Regions from separate parts of the Zea mays genome. Here region 1 is linked to region 2. Evidence: chromatin contacts called from public Hi-C data. All regions are on one chromosome and are shown on one strand. Each heading gives the region's core, a stretch centred on a gene start, on an enhancer-like site or on the middle of the called end of the contact. The rest is flanking DNA. Distances are from core to core; before and after follow the strand shown. Region 1 holds the start of LOC100276626 (DUF538 family protein). Region 2 overlaps LOC103630226 (UDP-glucuronic acid decarboxylase 2).

What was found. Hi-C and Micro-C count contacts between places; a contact is called where the count stands out from the background.
Region 1: a contact with region 2 is called in a Hi-C map of ear, with 2.6 times the contacts expected there. The contact joins the promoter of LOC100276626 here to the enhancer-like site in region 2. A contact is called at or near these places in 2 of 25 Hi-C or Micro-C datasets (ear and tassel).

The regions. Positions count from the first base shown.
Region 1 is chr6:149,489,429-149,492,827 of Zm-B73-REFERENCE-NAM-5.0, forward strand. It overlaps LOC100276626 (DUF538 family protein), which reads right to left and starts at 1,270. Exons shown (of 1, transcript NM_001150370.2): 1 at 322-1,270. The coding sequence starts at 1,177. The coding sequence ends at 656.
Region 2 is chr6:149,304,042-149,307,429 of Zm-B73-REFERENCE-NAM-5.0, forward strand. It overlaps LOC103630226 (UDP-glucuronic acid decarboxylase 2), which reads left to right. Exons shown (of 6, transcript XM_008651297.3): 2 at 493-640; 3 at 1,544-1,623; 4 at 1,718-1,801; 5 at 1,903-1,977; 6 at 2,136-2,767. The coding sequence ends at 2,456. Among protein-coding and RNA genes, the nearest start is that of LOC103630226, 3.3 kb to the left of the region's middle. Within about 2 kb of position 1,315, at least 18 of the 20 cell types and tissues checked have an H3K27ac peak or open chromatin away from gene starts, as enhancers often do. A contact at or near this core is called in ear and tassel, where this site is marked.

The sequences.
Region 1 (3,399 bases), core at 20-2,519, 190 kb after region 2:
GTCAATTCAACCACAGCAAATTAACACATTATACTTTCATTTGTCATCAATATTTTCCAACTAGAAAGAAATAAAAAATCAATAACTTAAATATTGTTGCAATTCTACTATTTTTAAGGAGAAAAGGTTAGCTCACTTCTTAAAATCTGATTACTTCTGAAGTGAAATCACAGAAAGAAACATACTGCTGCTCTGATAATGTAAAAAGTTACTCTATTACTGATTTAAGCTTCTCCCAACTGTGTGAGAATAAATATTTTGTCTTAATGGAAACGAAAAAACTAATGAAGTCTTGAACTAACAACCAAAACAAGCATTTAAGCAACCATCCATATCCATGGGATTCAACTATCACCACTTCACAAACTAATTCACATGAGGGGCAAACATCTCAATGGAAATAAGACAATTTCCATAGAGACGTATAAATTAAAATATTTGAAAGGTCTTAATTGCTTCTCTGACTGTTCCTAGAACTGTCTGAAACAATTGGTGAAACATGACATCGAGTCCTGAACTTGGTTACCCCATCCCACATCTAAAAGCTGGGATCTTTCAAGTTTGCCCTCTTTATTAACCCACATCTACTAGACATACAGCACTACTAGTCGAGGCAGCTTACAGCAGCAGTCACCAAATCTGCAGAAGTGGAGTTCTAGAAGGCACCCCGCAGGCGCAGCTTGGCGGTGGCGGCGCCGGGCTTCTGCAGCATGAGCAGGTTGTTGCAGTCGAACCCGCAGCCACAGGTGGGGCACTCGAGGAAGTTTTCAATCCCGAAGTCCGCGGAGACGATGCCGACGGAGAACTCGAGGTTGTCGCCGCGCCGGGTGACCTCGACGATGTTGAGCCAGAAGAAGAGGACCTTGACGGAGACGCCCTCGAGGTCGGTGAGGTGGTCGGGGGCGATCTTTCCGGTGATCTTGGTCTGGTAGCGGAGCGAGTAGGAGCCCTGGATGGAGAACTCGCAGACGGAGGACCCGCTGCCGGACGCGGAGGCGTCGAGCGTGGCCGTGAAGGCGCCCGTGGCGTTGTCGAGCGTGTAGGCGACCACGCCCTTGGGGAGGATCCCCGGCGGGAAGTCGTAGTCAGCGAGGGCTTCGTACGCCGTCGGCTTAGCGAAGGCGGTGCCGCTCGCCGCGGCGACGGCGAGGAGGAGGAGGAGGCGGTGGGCGAGCATAGCTGTGGTTCGGGAGGAGCGCGGTAGAGTGCGGCTTCGGTTTGCTTTGGTGAACAAGAGGAAGGAGACGGATTAGATTTTATGGTGCGCTGTGAAGGAGGTACGCTGGTGCTCGGTGGGATTTTATGAAAAATGGTATTTGATTAAACCTTTTAATTCAAGGGTCATTTAACAATAGCAATCGCACGACACTAAAAAAAATAACACCAAAACCTATAAAAAACCAGGTGTTTTTTTTTACTGAGACAAGATATGTATCTTGATCTAAATTTGAGTTGACGAGAAGTCAGAAACTAGGTGGTTAAAACATAGATACTCAACCACATCTTCTAGTTAAACTAGACTCACTAATCATCTCCACATGAACTTAGATTTGATTCTCCGTAGTAATAGACTACATACTTATTATAGCCCTATTTTAGATTTTTTTGCTCCTATTTTAGACAAGGTTATTGCCAAAAGAATCATTGTGCGTAAACATGAATTCAAATCAAGTACTACGTACGTGCAACCATTAACCCATTGAATAAAAGAAGGCAATGAGAGAGCGAGGGCGACTGCTGCTTGGCTTCACAGCATACGACACAGCAGGTCAGCAGCTAGTGTTTATGTCGTGTTTGTTGAGACGTGCGGTGAGTATGAGCCCCGAAGAGTTGTTCCTCACACACAGGAATCCTCCCGCTGACACCCATCACTAGGGACAGACTAGCTCAAAATTCGAGTGGGCCCAACTACTACTGAGTGAAGGACTAAATTGAGGCTTACTAAGGGGCGTTTGGTTTCTAGGGACTAATTTTTAGCCCCTACATTTTATTTCACTTTAGTTACAAAATTATCAAATATAGAAACTAAAACTCTATTTTAGTTTCTATATTTGTCAATTTATATACTAAAATGGAACAAAATGAAGGGACTAAACATTAGTCCCTAGAAACTAAACACCCCCTAACTAATAGCCTTTTATAGCTACAGTAGTTAAGATAGGAAGTCCACATGAACCATAAATTTGACTGGGGTCTATGCCCTCTCACTCGCCATAACGTCTGCCCATCACTACTTGACAAGTGACGACTGATAACCTAAGTCAAGTAAATACTTGACTTCCTACAAGTTTTTTCTCCGAAACTAAACTAATAGGTATATGTCGGCGTTTCGAGACCGGGGGTCCCTTGGGCCGACGAGTGAGTGTCGCCGCGTGCCCCAGCCCAGATGGATCGAGCGCGAGGGCGAGCGCGAAGGGGGGAGAAGCGAGGCGGCCGGAGACCGGCGTGAGAGAGGTGGGAATCCCGCGGCCTTCGTGTTCGTCCCGCGCCCAGGTCGGGTGCGCTTGCAGTAGGGGGTTACAAGCGTCCACGCGGGTGAGGGAGCGAGCGGCTTCCAAGCGAGCGCTTGTCTCGTCCTCGTCCCCGCGCGGCCAACCTCCTCTAAGAGGGCCCTGGTCCTTCCTTTTATAGGCGTAAGGAGAGGATCCAGGTGTACAATGGGGTGTAGCAGAGTGCTACGTGTCTAGCGGGGAGAGCTAGTGCCCTAAGTACATGCCGTCGTGGCAGCCGGAGAGATTTTGGCACCCAGCTGGTGTGACGGAACCTCCCAAGTAATTAGGCCCACCTACAGTTGTCCTTGTCTAACCGACATCAGACACCCTGCAGATGTTCCTAAGTCACTTGACAAGCTCGGTATCTTTCCTTACCTCACCAGGAACGTCTCACCCGTCTTGCAGACATTACAGAACATCGGAGGTAAAGAAATGCGGAAGCAATTACATAAACTTACATTTATTAAGAAAGTAAGATTAAGGTACTTATTACATACCAGAACTATAAGTGAGTGCAGAGTAGTAATATTATACAAACCAAGGGAGGCACAAACTCCTCCCGATAAGTTTTAAGCACAAGATCCTATGTGGAGGACCAAGTCCTCCCGCACTTCAGTCTTGTTTTTCTTCATTTGGTGCCACCTTGGAGCAAAAGCAACAAAAATTTGTCGCTTCCTCACCTAAAAACAACAAAGGGATAAACCCTGAGTATGGAATTACTCAGCAAGTCTTACCCGACTAAGGAAAAGACTCTCAAGGGTATGCTGGATAAATAGGAGTCAAGGAGAGGCTTTTAGCAAAAATCAACTTATACTTTTGCAGAAGTCGCTTACTAAAGTGAGTCCTTACTTTCAATCTTTTAACGCCATATTAAGTATTAATAGACTCTATTTGCATCTAGTCTAAT
Region 2 (3,388 bases), core at 65-2,564:
TCGAAATAATTTATGTGTGTGTGTGTTTTTCTTAAAAAAACTGTTTTTTATGCTTCTGAATGCTTGCTGCATTTTCCCGTGCATTTGAAACAGGAAAAACGTACTAGCGAAAGCTATAGCTGTGATCTGAACTCAATTGCTCCGTACCGTTTTACTTTGCTTCATGATCCGTTAATGAAAGCAAAAAGTAAGCGCACGGTGCGCATGGATCTGGGTTAGTTATGTACTTTGCTTACTTCTGACATAAAGGGCGCATTTCAATTTTCAACAACACAAAAGTTGACGTCCAAGTGGCCTTTGCCTTTTCCGCTTTCTAAGCAACTTCGCTTACTGTTCACTTCACGAAATTTCCTTATGCTTTACTTGTTTTGCAACTGAATGTGGAGTAGCAATGTAACAAAGTGAAAAAGGGTGTCTGGCTGATTCATTTAGTTTCTGCTCGTTTTGCTTTCTTGAGATGGTTCGTGTTAGCCTTAACCTTTGTGATAGCACAAGACCAATGTGGTTGGGACTCTGAACATGCTCGGATTAGCAAAGAGGATCAACGCCAGGTTCCTCCTCACCAGTACCAGTGAGGTCTATGGTGATCCTCTCCAGCACCCGCAGGTGGAGACTTACTGGGGCAATGTCAATCCCATCGGTACTAGCTCTTCTCGTTTACACTCTCTTTGTTGATCTCTTGAAATTAATTTCTTGCAGTGACAATTAATCATTCATTTTTCTTAGATCTAGCGTGATGAGGTTAGCTAATTGTTAGTTAGGTCATGCATATGTCAAAGACATAGCCGGATCCTCCTTTTAGCAGGGAACTGTCAGCCCCAAATAAATGATCTCTCATGCTCATTCTTTCTTTGTCATGCTTTTGTATGACCTTTGGAGCGAGCATAGACCACTGAGGGGTTGTCCTAAATATGTTACCCTGCAGCCATAGTCTTTTAGTGACATGATTTTGGATGAGCAAAACCACAAAAAGGAGAGCAAGGGGGAGGGAGGGAAATGCAAGCTGGTGGACAATGTACTGTTGCAAAGAGGACGGGTCTACGTTGTCAAATCTGTGCTTATATTTTTTTTACCCCGAGCTGTAGAAAGCAGGAATGAGCCCTTTTCAGAAAATAGTGCTGGTCCAGACTTGAAGCTTACTGTTGCATGAAAGAGGCCTTGTATAAGCAATATGCAGAAAGGCATTTGGAATCTTACTCTCTTGAGATGCTGGCCATGGAATCTTAGCTTGGTGGGTTCTGGCATGCTTTGATTCTTTTTGGTGGGAAGGGACCATGTTGGTAGGTGGAATTTGGTCCAAGAGGGCCACTTTGTGGATTCCTTTTCAATAAAGCAAGAGGGGGGGGGACACAACTATACTTGACCAGTTATGCCTAACCAAACACCCACCAACCACTGCACCTAAAATAATGAATGAAGTTTGTTGAGTTATTCACGTAGTACTTGTTGGCTGTTGGATACTCGTTGGATTATTTACAAAGTAGGCAAGCTCTTGCCTTGCTCTTTGCGAGTTTTACTGATGGGTACGATTTCTCAATGACAGGTGTCAGGAGCTGTTACGATGAGGGCAAGCGTACAGCTGAAACGTTGACCATGGATTACCACCGTGGTGCCAACCTTGAGGTAAGTCAACGATCCAAAATGTCGGTTTAGTGGATGGAATTCCATTTCATCTGCGACCAAGTATATTCATTTTGGTGGTTTCTTTCTGTTTCAGGTTAGGATCGCACGTATCTTCAATACATATGGCCCTCGCATGTGCATTGACGATGGCCGTGTTGTCAGTAACTTTGTTGCTCAGGTAAATATGCGCAGTGCTGTCTATTCTATCTACAGAACCCAAAAGATATGACAATTGGTCTTGTATCACAGAAATTAAATTACGTGCGATTATGGTTGCAGGCACTGAGGAAGGAGCCCTTGACGGTTTATGGTGATGGAAAGCAAACCAGGAGTTTCCAATATGTTTCTGATCTGGTAGGTCTATCTCTGGCCAACATATATTGAAAAAAAAAAGAAACCCTTGATTTGGCTTTTCCTGTGGCCTAGTGGCCTAGCCAGTGGGATGCTTGAAGTATTCATTACTAGGAATTTTATTCTTTGCATTCAATGTACTGATTGGGGTCTTCTCCCAGGTTGAGGGTCTGATGAAGCTGATGGAAGGCGAGCATGTGGGGCCATTCAACCTGGGTAACCCTGGCGAGTTCACCATGCTTGAGCTTGCCAAGGTTGTCCAGGACACCATCGACCCCAACGCACGGATCGAGTTCCGCAAGAACACCCAGGACGACCCGCACAAGCGCAAGCCCGACATCAGCCGCGCCAAGGAGTTCCTCGGGTGGGAGCCGAAGATCCCCCTGCGTGAGGGCCTTCCCCTCATGGTCTCCGACTTCCGCAAGCGCATCTTCGGCGACCAAGACGCTGCTGCCACCACCACCGGAAACCAGCAAGGTTAGGATGAAGGAGCGCACATGACATGGAAATTTTTGGTGGCCCTGCTTCTAGCTGCTTGGTTGCTCTCTCCTTACTGACAAAAGCTATGGGCCACGTAGTTCGTTGGGAATGTGTTACTGGAATACCTCGGCACGGCTGATGCTGTAATGCCATTCTTTTTTTCCCCTGTATTTTTTCTTTCTCAGTTCTCTCAGTCCTTAGCTATACAAAAAAAGTTCAGTTGAACAGTTGGAGATGAACCCGGATGATCTAATTCTTTGTTGAGAGCATAGCATCATATATATGGTATAAATCCTGTCATTTTGCAAATGTATGTATGCCCTTCTTTGATGGTTCTAGTTCTTTGTTGAAGCTAGGCGTAGGATGCCTATCCTGCTCTCAAAAACTAGACTTGAGCAAAGAAACGAACGAACAAGCAGTTGTGAAGATGAAACAAGAACGTATCTGGTGCAAACCAACCCTTCCATGCAACCGTGTAAATTTCTAATCTGAATAACCCTTCCATGCAACCGTGTAAATTTCTAATCTGAATCATATGATGTTGATCCAAAGGAACGTGTGGAAAAGTGGGAGGAGATTTAAAAATGTGATTAACAACGGGCGGTTAAATGTAAAATTATCCACGTCTCCAGATCCCCATGTTTTTACTTCATTTATTAGCATTAGAACAGGATACCTCTGGCGGGCTAGCTTCCACATACATGCTTGTCCCGAGGAGCTCCTGGGCTGTCTTCAGCCGCGGCTTGTCCTGGACTCCTGGTAGATGGGCTTGTTCTTCCTGATCTGTTCATGCATCTTGCACAAGAATTCAATTCAAGGATGTTTTTTTATTGAAAATGCTATAGATATGTTTTTTTACCACTGATTCAAACTTGTGGATGTAGCACCTGGCGGCCATGGACTCGCCGTGGCCCTCATAATCGATACCAAACAC